2 separate regions of the Danio rerio genome follow, and region 2 is linked to region 1. Evidence: chromatin contacts called from public HiChIP or PLAC-seq data. All regions are on one chromosome and are shown on one strand. Each heading gives the region's core, a stretch centred on a gene start, on an enhancer-like site or on the middle of the called end of the contact. The rest is flanking DNA. Distances are from core to core; before and after follow the strand shown. Region 1 holds the start of cnot9 (CCR4-NOT transcription complex subunit 9). Region 2 holds the start of nab1a (NGFI-A binding protein 1a (EGR1 binding protein 1)).

What was found. HiChIP or PLAC-seq counts read pairs in DNA pulled down with a chosen protein or histone mark.
Region 2: a contact with region 1 is called in an H3K4me3 HiChIP or PLAC-seq map of embryo, with 4 times the contacts expected there. The contact joins the promoter of nab1a here to the promoter of cnot9 in region 1. A contact is called at or near these places in 3 of 4 datasets of contacts at active chromatin or transcription factors (caudal fin, embryo and gastrula embryo).

What each region holds. Positions count from the first base shown.
Region 1 is chr22:12,452,267-12,459,776 of GRCz12tu, forward strand. It overlaps cnot9 (CCR4-NOT transcription complex subunit 9), which reads right to left and starts at 4,349. Exons shown (of 8, transcript NM_214760.2): 1 at 4,116-4,349; 2 at 681-863. The coding sequence starts at 4,133.
Region 2 is chr22:12,580,193-12,587,702 of GRCz12tu, forward strand. nab1a (NGFI-A binding protein 1a (EGR1 binding protein 1)) reads right to left here and starts at 4,989. Exons shown (of 7, transcript NM_001045086.1): 1 at 4,207-4,989; 2 at 760-893. The coding sequence starts at 4,989. LOC141380184 (a long non-coding RNA gene) reads left to right here and starts at 6,923. Exons shown (of 2, transcript XR_012397803.1): 1 at 6,923-7,152.

The DNA.
Region 1 (7,510 bases), core at 3,099-5,598:
TAACTTTGCTCTATTTTTTTCTACCTTCTCAAATGAATTCAAACTTTGAACTTGTTTTGATTACAATAAAAGCCTTTGCTATTATTGTTATTTATTACTATTCAATATAAATTCTAATAGTATCTGAATATCTGAAGAACTACTTTAGTGTCAAATGTCAGAAAAGAGCGTTTACAAAAAGTTTTAATTTTCAAAGTGCAGAAAAAAAAACTACTTAAACCCTAAATTTTATTAAAATTCTTTCAAAAAGGGACATATTTGTAACTTATACAGTTATTATCACTCCATTCCATAATTTTTCAAATATCTGAAATAATTCATGTTTTACTAAACAATTGTTTGTCAATTTATTGCTTTAAAATTCATTTTAAATGTCATTTTCATCAAAAAGATTAATCAAAATTGTGTACATTGAATAAAAACATTGAACAAAAAAACCTACATTTACAAATCCCTCTTAATATTACCTAAAATAATTTTGTAATTAATTTTTACTTATTGTATTATTAATTGCATAATGAATTAATTAACCAGATATATATTAAAAAAACATACAGTTATGCCACTTAATATTTATTTATATGTAAAATAATAATAATAATTACACAATTATTCAATTCAATTAATATTTCTTTAAATCAAAAAGAATTGTGTCTAGAATGAAAGAAACTGAAGCAGACCTGCAGTAGAGCTGCTATGGTCCCGCAGGAGTGCCAGAGCATTGGGGCCAGGTCAGTCACAGACTCTCTCTTCTTGCTGAGCTCCAGCAGGGCGTTCTCTCGTGTTTCTGGACTGGACAACTCATTGATCCACTGGTAGATCTTCTCCCGGTCCACCTGCGCCAGACCCGCTGTGCTTACAGTCTGTGAGAGTGAGAGAGCACTTCTTTAGTCATCATATATAAAGTTGAAGACAGATTTATTAGCCCACCATTGATTTTTTTGTTTTGTTCTTTTTTTTTTTAAATATTTCCCAAATTATGTTTAACAGAGCAAAGACATTTTTAAAGTATGTCTGATAATATTTTTTTCTTCAGGAGAAAGTCTGATTTGTTTTATTTCGGCTAGAATAAAAGCAGTTTTTAATTTTTTAAACACCAATTTAAGGACAAAATTATTAGCCCCTTTGAGCTGTATATTTTTTTCAATAGTCTACAGAACAAACCATCATTATTCAATAACTTGCCTAATTACCCTAACCTGCCTAGTCAACCTAATTAACCTAGTTAAGCATTTAAATGCCACTTTAAGCTGTATAGAAGTGTCTTGAAAATATGTAGTAAAATATTATTCACTGTCATCATGGCAAAGATAAAAAAAAATCAGTTATTAGAAATGAATTATTAAAACTATTATGTTTAGAAATGTGTTAAAAACATCTTTTCTCCGTTATAAAGAAATTAGGGAAAAAAATAAAAGGGGGGCTAATAATTCTGACTTCTGTTTATATTCTAATATCTGTTTATATTCTTATATTCTGTTTACACTCTGATAAATATTTTAAAATCCCCTTTAAAGACAAAAATATTTCCTGAATAAAAATGTTACCTAATATAATTTAAAATGACACATTCTATTAAAATAAGCATCACAACCAAAATACACTTATACAAGTCACAAATAGGTTTTTCTTTCCTTCATTGAGTCATTACTTTGACTACTAACGTCTAGGCATGGGACGATTTAAAAGTTTGGAATAGACAAGGCTTTAAAACCGCTAAAATGTTCTGTTATATCGTTTATAAGGTATATGTAAGGGTTTACAGTGTATTTTTTTTTTGTGTGTTGTAAAGAAATCTGTGTTTTTGAAACTAATAAAGAGAGCAGAAGTCAATGATTTATTTTTACTATTTACCCTGACATAGTTCATAAAACATAATATATTGCATGGAGAAAGTTTTTTTGTTTTGTTTTACCCAGATATGTAAAAAGCACTTATTTTAGCGCAGTAATGATACCACAAAACTATGCTATTTTTATCCAAGGTTATATCATACTGTCAGAATCTTATACCAGCCCATGCCTACTAATGACTCAAATGTCAAAATGTATGGTGTAATTTTTTTTCTCACAAGTTGTTACTATATTACCAGGTGACAAAATTAATATTAATAATAGTCACACATAACTATAACTCATAACTATATTTACTAATGACCATGAGGAAAATAATTCTATTTACAGGGTTCGTCCTTCATTTCAATGATTTTCAAGTAAGTTTTAATGACCTAATGTTACATGTACTGTCTCCATATACGTGGTAAATAACAAGAAAAACTATGCATGTTAAAGGTTATAATGGAATATCATAAAACAATCTATTAGGTTTAAATGAATCTTTATAGGCTGCACAGTGGCACAGTGGGTATCACCGTGCTCCGGTTTTCCCCACAGTCCAACGACATGTGGTATAGGTGAATAGGGTAAGTTAAATTGTCCGTAGTGTATGTGTGTGAACGAGTGTGTATGGATGTTTCCCAGTGATGGGCTGCACCTGGAAGGGCATCCGCTATGTAAAAACATGCTGGATAAGTTGATGGTTCACTCCGCTGTGGCGACCACAGATTAATAAAGGGACTAAGCAAAAAGAAAATGAATGAATGAATAAATTAATCTTTATATCCATTTAAAATTTATTTAGACAATGTTCACACACTACTAATAATGTGAGAGCATGTGTTCGACCATGGACAGAAAAGAAGTAGGGCTCAACGCTAAGAATTTTTTCTACTGGCCCAATCGGACCAGCTGTTCAGATTTTTACTTGCCCTGCCAATATTTTAACTGGCCCCACCAAAAAAAGTTAATAGCTATTTCTTAGCCACAAATTAAAAAGAAAAACATGTCAAAATGTTTGTAAATCTAGAATTTAAATATTAAAAAAAAAATTAATGTTAATAAACTACTAGTTAATTAATAGTTAATAAATGTATAATGAGCAAAATTCTAAGTGTTCTGAAACAAAGGATGGCTAAAGACCTGCCGAACTGACGGCAAACTGTACAAAACATCACTTAATTGTTTTAGTCGTGGTGTACCCTCGTAAATGTCTGCTTCCAAGACATTAAAAACACATGTCTTCCTTTAGCATAATCATTTGATGTTACCGCCATGTTGGAGTCTCTACGCTGTACTGGTTGATACGGATAAAAATAATGTGCTCACAACATCCAATCAGATAAGAAAAACCGAAAGGTAGCATTTGAAGGCTTGAAAACACAAACTCTTTCTCAATTCTAAGACTGTATTTTGCACGCAATTGACAAATAGTCACAGGCAAATGAAACTAGTGACAAGGCAGCATAAATGATCCTGTCTACTGTCCCAAGCATCTCACACACTGGCCCCGGGCCATCGGGCAGTCCTTATTGTTGAGCTCTGAGAAGTAAAAAAGACAACTGATCTATATTTAAGTATACAGATACCTGTTAAACTAATTTCCATGATTTTTTTCTAAAACTTTGTTGGTTTTTCCGTTTTTCCAGGCCTGGAAAATGCCATGTCAAATTTCCATGACTTTTCCAGGTTTTCAATGACCGTATGAACCCTGCATTTAACTGACTTAAATTATAATATTGTTATTATTATTAAATTATAACGCGATTTATATTGTCATCTATATTTTACATTCAGAAATGCAATTTTTCTCATAAGAAGCCTAATTTTACGGCTTTGTTGACTGAAATATGTTTATATATTACCAGCACCAGCGACTCTCAAACGTGTTAATTTAATTGCGAACATTACATATGTACATTTTGGATACTTGTTTTTTGTTTATACGTCCTCGTTTGATATTTATATTTTTGATGTAAAATGTAATATGCTGTTCTTTAAATGAAAAAAATAAAACACTAACTTAACAACTATGCTAATATTATGTTTACAAAAAGCACACGTAGAAAACGTCAGGCTCGCATAAATTTCTCACATATGACTCTCTAATAACTATAAGTACTTACACTACATTATGTTTAAAGAAAAGTCTAAAATAAAGACGAAAACGAGCTTTAATACAGATCACCATAGTAACTGGTTGAATTAGCTTTAGCCGTTAGCTCTACCAGGCCCCTGCACAAACAAGAGTAAAACCCCGAAAAGCGTCCAGAAACTCACCGCTCCTGTCGCCAACATCCTCGCGACCGCTTTACTGTGCTCTCCAGAATAAAAGTGAACAGTGGTTTTCAAAACAACGAGAAATAAACCAGGTTTACATTAGCAAATGAGGTAAGGGGAAAAAAACAACCGCCTTCCGCAGCTGCCTCTTCTTCTACGCTCCTCTTCTTCTTTTTCTTTCTCTGAGTTGTTGGCGGGTAAGGATCATCTGTGTTCATTGCTGCCCCCATGCCGACTCTTGAGTAGTAGCCTACTATACTTAAAGTGCTTATTTTAAACTCCATTGTTCACTTCTACTAAAAAATAACAATTCATTGATTATAGTTATTATAAATATGCTGTTCATCATAATGGTATTAAAATTATTACGTTATAATGATTATTATGTGATTAATGATAACAATAGGGTATTGATATTTTCATATAATAATAATAATAATAATAATAATAATAATAATCACAACAATAATAATCAATTATTCATTTTTCATCCATTTTCTTTTTGGCTTAGTCCCTTTTTTAATCTGGTGTCGCCACAGCGGAATGAACTGCCAACTAATCCAGTTTATGTTTTACGCAGGGGATGCCCTTCTAGCTGCAACCCATCACTGCATGCCCGTAGCCAGCCTGGTGAAAGGGGTGGTTCTTTTTGACCTTGTGGAACTTTTTTCACTTATACGCCTCAGTTTCTATTTAACTTTGAGATTTGAATACTGCAAGTACTGGTGAAGTTTTTTTTCCCTCTCCGCTGTCGCCACTGCCTCGCATGGTTCAGGATTGGTAGAGCTACGCATCAATGAATCGGCTCTTCAGTGTTTGAACTCTCAGTAATGATTAAATCACACTGAACTGAGCTAAACTGAACTGAACTGAACTTAAACACTAAAACCTGAACCACACTGTTCCAGTTACTATGACCATTTATGTGAAGCTGCTTTGACACAATCTACATTGTAAAAGCGCTATACAAATAAAGCTGAATTGAATTGAATTGAACTGCATTTTAGTGATTTTTTTGCTGGATTAACTAGTCAGATGTCATCAAAACCGCACTTTTTGATGTACTAAAAATATGTCTTAAAAATTGCATTAAAAAAATAAAACAAGACTAATTTTTAAAATACAAATTTATTAAATAATATACAGTATCATTAAGAAAAAATAGCAATCTGTCAAAGTTTTGAAGTAAAATAATTGTTGCCCACTAACATTTATTAGACAAAAAACAAACTGGCCAGCACACGCAACTGCCCTTAGTCACAATTTGGCCAAAAAATGTTAAAATTTAATAATAATAATAATAATAAAACAATTATAATGAATTTTGCAGAATTGTTCTAGTCTCTTTGGTAAAAAAAAATACAATTGAAAAATCCTAGATATGAACAATAGCCAACATATATTCTAATTAATTTAATATGGTCTGCTTCTGATGCTTCACATCTTTTTAATGCTCATTTTTATTTCAGAAATAAGGTCCCAGATTTAGAATAAAAGTAACCTGTAAATGTTTTCTCTGTTTAAAAGCAATACAGTAGTGAAAGAAGACTTCTCTTACATCAGATTATAGTCCCACCGAAGCAGCAGCCGACAGAGGATTTCACTTGGTCTTAAAGCCTTTTTTTTTCTTTTTCTTTTTTGATGGATTATTTTCAATATTTATGATGGCAGCAGTCAAAATAGGACAGATGAGCTCATGTATGGGACAAATTCTGGTTAGAGCATGTTTTATGCTTATAGTAAACTTGTTTCAGGTGCAGGTCAGATTTTCTCCAGGTAATAATTTATTAATTTTGTCTATAAAATGATTAAACCTGTCTAGTTTCATCTGCAATGCATCCCAGATCACCTTCTGAAGTGGTTTGAGCGATCTGATATCTGATCAGAATAAAACAAAAGAAGTGAGCAAACAGCATCATAAACACAGACGTGATAGGAATATATATGAATATAAATATATTATATTAATTATATAATAAATCTATTATATAATATTAAATTACATAAAACAATTAAAAGGACAAATGCTGGACATTTTGGCCTTAGGGGTGGTCAGTAGCAAGTAACATGCTGTTTGGTTATGTGACCGCTAGATGGCGATCTTGGATAATAAGAAGCTTACCACCACTAGAGCAGTGCTAGCCAGGCTCACTTTCTGTTCTAATGTCCCGCATCTATTCATCTGTCTCCATATTCTACTGCCTCCCAGAATATTACACAGCACCAAAAATGAAAAAAAAAATTCAATAGATTTAATATGTTTTTGTCTACAGCCGTGACTGAAATTCCCGAGTCTGTGTGCTCCAATGAGATGCTCTCTTCAGCGCTCACCATGACAACGAGACTTACAGCAGTGACGTCGCATTGTAAACATTTGCATATGCGTTCCTATAAAGCTCGTCGGTTCTCTCTCAGGGTTGTCAGTTCGCTCGGTGTTTCTATTTGTACCTGACCAAGGTGAGTTCAATACTTGACGGTACGAGTGGAGCGGAGCAGAGCCAATCTCACAAAGTCCGCTTCGTGAAGCTTCACTCGGGCCCGTCTGTGCTGTAGTTCCTTGCGGTTTGCGTACATAAACGCAATATCGCAAAGAATTTTGCATGTTCATTGCTCAAAATGTGCCGCCAAGCAACATTCCAGTGAATGCTGCCACGGACTGGCGCCCGGTTAGCCCGTGCACTCCCTGGGGCGAGGCGGCTTTTGTGAACCCTAGGCAGGGATCAATACAAGCCGTGAGGACCCTCAGGGAAACACGGGAGGCCGGTAGTGGGACCCGGCTGCCGCGCTGCAAGGATTATGGTGGGTGGCAGCAGCGAGGCCCACTCATCGTCTATTTTAAAATATAGTTTCAAACTTTAGTTTACTATAGTTTAAAACGGTAACCACGGTAACTGTTATGATTTAACTGTTTGTCTGGCTGTTGTAATGTTTTGCTTTGTTTTTCAGCAAAGCTGTTGAGCAAAGGACTATTGAAGACAGCCGTTATTGATGAGCGCGCGCATTATAATGTTTCCGTGCTGTTTTCTGAAAGTTTATCTTGTTTAGATAAGTTTGCAGGTCAAACAAAATAAACTATACTCTTTCTAAACACCTGTCTCGTGTTTTATTTGTCCTCTACAGCAATACACTGTCATAAAACTCGGTTGAATCAATTTGTATGCAACATGGTTTGACAATAAAGTAGTCTAACAAATAAATGGTTGTTATAAATGCACCTTCATTAGTCAACACTTGGTGTAGGTAATAAAAAGTTAATCAAAGATGTCCTAAGACATAACGGTAATGTTATGGTTACATAACTGTATTTATTATTATTCAGTATTGTTAAATTCAGCAGAATATACTTTATATTTAACATGTCATGAACTTACTGTTATTCAAGAATCTGCTTAATA
Region 2 (7,510 bases), core at 3,739-6,238, 130 kb after region 1:
ACCCGCGGTAAACAGTGGTGAGCTCGGTAACCTAATGAACTTCACGGCCAATCACAGTCATTTCTGTTGAGCACAGGTGAATGCTCTGGCAAATCACTGCTGTTCAAGAACATGTTTAGCAGCGCTCAAATTTCAGCGGGAAATGGAGGTTTTTAAAATTTTAGTATCGTTTGGTAACGATTATCGATTGATAACCGTCATATATATATATATATATACACACACACACACACACACACACACACATATATATATATATATATATATATATATATATATATATATATATATATATATATATCGTAATCATATTCCAAATATAAAGAGATATTGGGTAACATATCAAACAAAATTTTAGTATCAGTATAAATATAGTATTTTAAACAATCCATTTAAAACATGGAAAGCATTAATGAATCATTTTAACAATGGATTTTCTATTCAATCAAAAGAAATGTAAGAAATTGCAAAGTAGTAATGCGCTAGACTTTGAGCCCTCAAAAAATTCTTACAGACACTGCAATAGTGTTAAAATGCCATTTTTTTTGCAATTTTTCAGATTTTACCTTAAGTTAGCAATCTTTTTTTAACAAAAAAGGGAAAGCCCAACTTATATTGGTAACATGTCTTCAAGTGACAAAATTTACAAGTCAGGGTTCACCAAATCAGTACTTTCAACTTTGAATCCCAGTGAAATTTCCAGACATATAAATGGAAGTTACTAAAATTAAAAGTGGAGTGTGATCACCAGCCCTTTACCTGCTGCTCCTGCGACTGTACTTGTAGGTCACCTCGCGAGAAATCTGCCTGGCCAGTGAGAAAAGTTCATCTCTTCGGGTCAGCAGTGACAGATCTTTTATACACAGCTGAGCAGATGCTTCATTTACGGTTAGCTAAACAGTAAACAAAACAATGAAAACAAAGGTCACTTAGTAATTTACAGTAAAAATGTTTTGATAATCACCAGTTAACTTAGCACAGAATGGCCAAGTTTGGCCCCCCATAATCAAATTCAAACTTAATTTAATCAAGGTCTTAGGCCATGTCTACAAGGGTATTTTTGTATACAGAATTTTGCCTGATTAATTTTTTTTTTATCTCATCCACACAAGCATGGTTTAAAAAAAATTGTCCACATGAAAATGCAAAAATGCTCTATGAAGTGAGACGGTGCTCACTGCAGAGCCATTTGAGCAGAGCTGAGCTCCAGCGAGGGGGAGCATGAGCTCTCGCTCCTTCTCCTATAAGCTGTTTTAATGCGTACACAAACCCCACCCCTAACCCTACCCCCAGTGACATCACTCGTAGAAGAAGTGCAAGAAAGGAGGAGCGAGAGCTCATGCTCCCCCTCGCTGGAGCTCAGCTCTGCCCAAATGGCTCTGCAGTGAGCACCACTTGTTTGAAGTGGCATTGTCAAGAGCATGCTAAAGGAAAAGGTGGCGATACACTCCCAAACAAAGTCATTTTGGCCAATCAGATCCTCAAAAAAAGGTTATTATTGACTCAGCTGTCAACATGGTGCACAGAGATGTGCATTTTGTAAACAACAGAGACCAAAGTGTACAATTTGACGTTACACATTGGAAATGACTCCAATATGAAATGAAAAGCCAATAACTCCAGTTTCACCAGCTACACAGACTGCAGTGTTTTTGAAAATATTCACTCTAATTGGAGTTTTAAGAGAAGTTTATTTATCTCAGTTTCTTACCTCAGTATCTTCATCTTGAAGAAACCCCACTTCCACCCCTACTCCTCCCTCTTTTTTCCTGATTGGGCAACATGGCAGTCAAGTGATTAGCACTGTTTGCTCTCAGCAAGAATGTCACCAGTTAAAAGTTCTTACTGGAGCAGTCAACATTTCCGTGCGGAGTTTGCATGTTCTCCCCATGCTTGCGTGAGTTTCCCCTGGGTTCCCCAGTTTCCTCCCACAGACCAAAAACATGCGATATAAGTAATTTGAATATAACAAATTGGCACTATAGACGAGCTTTAAGTAAGCAGTATAGCTATAGCAATATAGCTATCCCTATAATCTGTCACCAGACTTTAACAAGTTGGGGAGTTCATCGAGATCTGAGCTCAAACTCTTGTCTCGCCCTATCAATGGGAGAGAGCCCAGGGCTCAAGAATCTTATAAGCTCAGGGCTCGGAATGCCAAACAAGCTTTATTATTAATCATCAGCTAAGTGTGAGTAGTTGAAAAAAGTTTCTATTTCAGTGACCCGATACTGTGTTTAAGTGTGGACGAATGGCCAAACCTCACAGAAAAAGCTGTGAAGTTGAAAATACCCATACTCATGTGGACAGTTCTTTCAGGACTGCGCCTTTCCAGGTTCAAATTTGCCAACTCTGTCTTAAGACTTGCTAGCACAGTGCAATTTCATTCACAATTTGGTTGTCTGAGACAAATTTTGGAATTCCTCAAAAATTCCTATAATACTAAAACAAAAATCTGTGGTCCTTGATTGTTAGTTGGAAATTTTCACAGACAGTTGATTTATAGCTATAGCAAGAGTCGTTCTTGCAGTGTGAACCATTAAGAGGGCTAAGCATCATCTTCAATTCACCTCAAGGAAACATTGCAACTTTTAAATATATCATTCTTTTCCTGTTTTATTATCAAGCATGGTTTGAGTAAAATTAAAGCTACAGATAGGGCTGGGCGATTTTTCAGATTTTTTCGATTAATTCGAATTTACGTTTTAAGACGATTTAATTTTGAATGAAATTGAGAAATCGCGATTTATGTGAAATATATATATTTAATACATTATAATGGCACCAATGCGCTTGGGTTCACTCTCTGTATGAAGCAGGAAGCACACCAGAAGCGCCTCTTGGAGACGGGCCGCACAGCACCACGCCATGGATTTTAGAATTCTAAACAGGTTTCTATACACACACCGGCGCCGCCCAGCCACGATTCACGAAGCAGTTCATATTTCAGCTGGCCCACAGAGCGCCATCTGATTAGTTTCATGTTAAATATCATGTGAATGTGCGCGTTTGGTGTGTGATAGTTTAAACTTTCATGTGCACGCCGTGTCGCGGCGCTTTTGGTGTGCAACCTGCTTGACAAGTCATGTAGGATTTTACTTGTTGCACGTCTGTGTGGATTGTCAAGACATATTCCACAATCAAGTCGATAAACTCGATCTCAACATGTATGAAGGACGTAAAAGCCTGCCATGTTTAAAACCGCACCGATCTTTTGGTTGGAACACGAGTAGAGGTGAGGGACTGTAGCAGTGAAAATGAAAGTACCCGCCCCCATGGCGTCATTTAGCGGACCTAGTTGAAAACCAGACAGATCAGCCAGCATAATAGAGAGTGGAGCAAAGCGCATCAAATGATCGGTATTTAAAAGGGGGAAAAAAGAAAAATAGATTTAATTTATTATTTTATATTAAACACATCTGGTACTTGTATTTGCTCCTGCTATACGTCCAAAACTTCACACATTGGGTTAAATTAGGCTTTATATTTTCCATGTTCAGTCCTTTTTCTTCTACTGTATCTTTTTAAGAACAAGGCAGCAGCATTACAACCTGTCATTCAATCAGAAGACAAAGTCAAAGCTGAGCTGACAGCCAATCTTTTCTAGGCTCAGCACAACTTGCAAAAAATACCTCTGTATTCCTGCAAGTGCAATATTTACACAAATATTTCTTATTCAAATCTTCAGCAACGCTATTTAACTCGTGAATTTGTTTTACATTTATTTACACCTTGACCGATTATTGTAGGACATGGCCATTAAAAATACAATGTTCCTTAACCAGATGGTTTTTCCAATTACTTTTAAAGAGAGTGTTACTTCAGTCATGTTGTTGTAATGTTTTGAGAAGACTAGTAACTCAATAAAAAAAAATCAAAATCGAAATCGTGAATCGGTCAAACCTTATAAAAAACCTAGATTTTTTTTTTTTTTTGCTAAATCGCTCAGCCCTAGCTACAGATTGTTTATATTTACTTTAAAAGAGCATTTCAGAATGCAGGTAACTTAACAGGTCATGGATTGATGAGGTTAAACTCCAAATGAGCCTTGCGTGTGTTCATATTTGTCGAGTCTTGATTATCTGACATTACGACAGCCGAGATCTTACAGTGTGTATCATGTTTGGCAACAGTCTGACAAGCTACAATTGAAAATGGTAATTAAAAATTGCAGTGTGAGTCGGGAGATAGAAGAACCAGCCAAACCTCATGCATTGTAAGCTGCCGTCCGTCCCGCCTCTTAGAATCAAATCGCCCATAGATGGCGCTGTATTTCCGAATCTCCACCTCCTTTTGTGGATCGTCGTCACTCATCTCGCAGATGTGGCCGATCATCTTACTGAGCTTCTTATTAGTACGAATGTGTTCTTTGACCTCTGTAGGATCACTCTTGGACAGAGTGTGGGAGAGCCGCTCTACGCACTCCATCACACACTGGACGCCAGCCGAATCAAGAGTATCGAGAGCATCATGAGGTGAACACGGAGAACACGCTCCTGATGGAGATAAACTATGCTCGCTCTCGCTTCCCCAGAAACGACTTTCACTTGCTCCTTGTAACGGCGAGCAACCTGGAGTCCCGTCCCTGCTGAGATCAAGCCTTCCGGGACTGGGGCTTGTAGGTAATAAAGCCCTAGGAACGACGAGCTGGTTTTGTTGCCCATTGCTGTGGACGCCGGGGGAACTTTCGGGGAGCTTGTACACTGGGATACTACAGACAGGAAGAGACGTCAATGGTTGGTTGAAGAGGGAAGGATTGGTTACCCAATCCCGTAGTGCCTTCTGGAGTCGGCGAACATGGAGGGGTTTGGTTGCCATTCCAACAAGGGCCATGATTTCAAGGAACTCTTCCTCGCCAGCCTCGCAGAGTTGCTGCACATCATCGCCGCCCTGCTGGATGAATGCTTCATAGTAGCAGAGCAAGTTTGCCTTCTGCAGGATGCGATAGAGTTGAAGCTCGCCCAAGGATCGTGGCAGGAGCACTGACATGGCTACATGTGCAAAAATAAAACAAGTCAAGCTTGTCCAATCGACAACATTTTACTAGCTAACTTTAACGTATGCAAACAAACACTTTGTCGTTATTTTGAACATAAAAGACACATTTAAAAATTTTTGGTCAACTTTCCTGAGTTCTTTGAGGGGATGATCTTTGGGAAAGTGTGTATGTCAGGGGTGTCCAAACTCGGTCCAGGAGGGCCGGTGTCCTGCACAGTTTAACTACAACTTCATTTAACACACCTGCCTGGAGCTTTCTAGTACACCTAGAAAGAGCTTGATTAGTTGGTTCTGGTGTGTTTAATTGGGGTTGGAACAAAAAAATTGCAGGACACCGGCCTTCCAGGATCGAGTTTGGACATCCCTGGTGTATGTAGTCAACATTTGAAGTGGATCATCACCTTTCATCGAAGTTGTTTTAAAACTATTGAACAACATCCATTCTTGTCTTAGGACAATTTTGATTAACCTCTAATGTTGACTACTGCATATGCTTTTTCTTATCTGCCTAATATTATGTAATAAATTCCTGCTATGTACATATAAATCCAAAAGGCCATTTTGGATTAAAAGGTTTATATAGATATTAGATATACAAAGCTGTAATTATTATTTTTTCATGCATTCAAACTAAATTTTAATCAGTGTGTTCCTTATGGGCTGTTTGAACACATTCATGCACACAAACAATCAAAACTCAAAATGTTTCAGATCCCATTTACACTTGTATATAGCATTGTCCACATGACTGGATATACAAAACTGCATTTTCATTCTTGGAGTAAACAAAGCATTTGCAAAGTCATTAGCTAAGCTAACATTTTTCTGTTTACGTCTCCTGAAAAGAAGCGAAACAACTTTAGCCTTTACCTGTTAATTGACCATAGCCAATATGTACTGACCTACTAGTAACAACTTTAAAAGGTTTTGGAGAGAACTTATCATGGGTCTGCAGATTTAATGTAAACGGTGATTAACAAGGAAGCAATTGTTAATTATTTTGACAGGCTTTAGCCAGGGTAACACAGTGCCATATTTAATTTTTGACAGGAATGAAAATGAAGCTTAATTGTGTTAAGATAAATGTGTTCTGTGGACTTTCCTGTACAAGCTTATAGCAATATTTCAAATCAAAGCTTAAGAAGTTGTGGGTTTAAATCTTAATTTAGGCAACTTTAAACGGTAGGTCCACATTTTCATTAGCACATAAATCAAGTTGGCATCTACACTGACTAATATAAATCCGTCATATCAATGAATAATGTTTGGATGCAAACTTTTAATGCATTAAAAGCTCAAACTAGATCCAAAACTCTAGCATTTGCAAAAAGTTATAGTTATAGTCAACACAATCCTTATTTTTCATTCAAACAGAAATTAATGACTGTAAATAGAAATAACCAGTCTATCTTCTGTTCCCTATAGGAGCATTTGCCATTAGTACTTTTGCCATGCAAGTACTTATCAGATATTTTGATTCAGACCGACTTTATTACAGGGGAAATCCATTTGGCACAGTTCATGCACCTTGCTTAAGTGCACAAAGGCACCTAACTTAGTGTGAAATTCTTGTACATTAAACCAATTTAAGATTTACAAATGCAAATGCAAACAGACATGTCACACATAAGTTCATTCTGCTGCAAACACAGCCGTGCATTACACTATTCTTTACAACGCAAACTGCAAATCACTTCAAACTATTGCCTCACATGCACCAGTGAATCTAACGCATATAACTCTCTCTATACAATTTCATAGCAGCCCAGACCATCATGATCTGCTCTGTCTACCCTCCAATGCTAAATGCCTGTATACATACGTATATGAATTGTGTAGGATATCATCTTTACGTACCTCTTTTCCGAAGCTGGAGCGCGCGACTGCTCCCGGTGCTCACCGGAGTCTCGAGGCTGCGCTCCGCCTCTCGCGCAGGAGAGAAAGTGCGTTGAAGGCTCATCGCTTCTGTCTCTCTCTCGATCTGTCTACCTCTCTTTCTCTCTCTTTCTTGTGTGGGGATATTCCGATGTAAAGCTGCATTGCTCTCTCACTCCCACGCGCGGGCTTGACGCAAATCCTCGCGGGGGCGGCGCTGCGCGTGGGACGAATACCAACGAGAGAAAGAGAGAGAGGAGACCTCAACGGTCATACACGGTAAACACACACACATTCATGATGACATATTGAGGAATATTACTTACAGTGATGGTGTTTTTTTCGACACTAACCCACACAGCCTTCAGTGGGCCAGTACACTTTTTTTGTGGTGTCCATGTTCGTAGATGTAAATAAGGGAAACCGGGGCACATTATTGCACTTTTTTTTGGACAACGGTAAATGTTTTGCAAGGTTTTACTTTTAAAAGTTAGTGATATAGGTAAATGTATGATTAAAAGTCGTGGCTATGAAGCAATTTGGTACAAAATGCGATTCAGCCTATATTTTAAAGTCTATGGATTCAGCCTATTATTTTGCTATTGTGCGAAGTTTACATTATGTAGGATAAACTGTA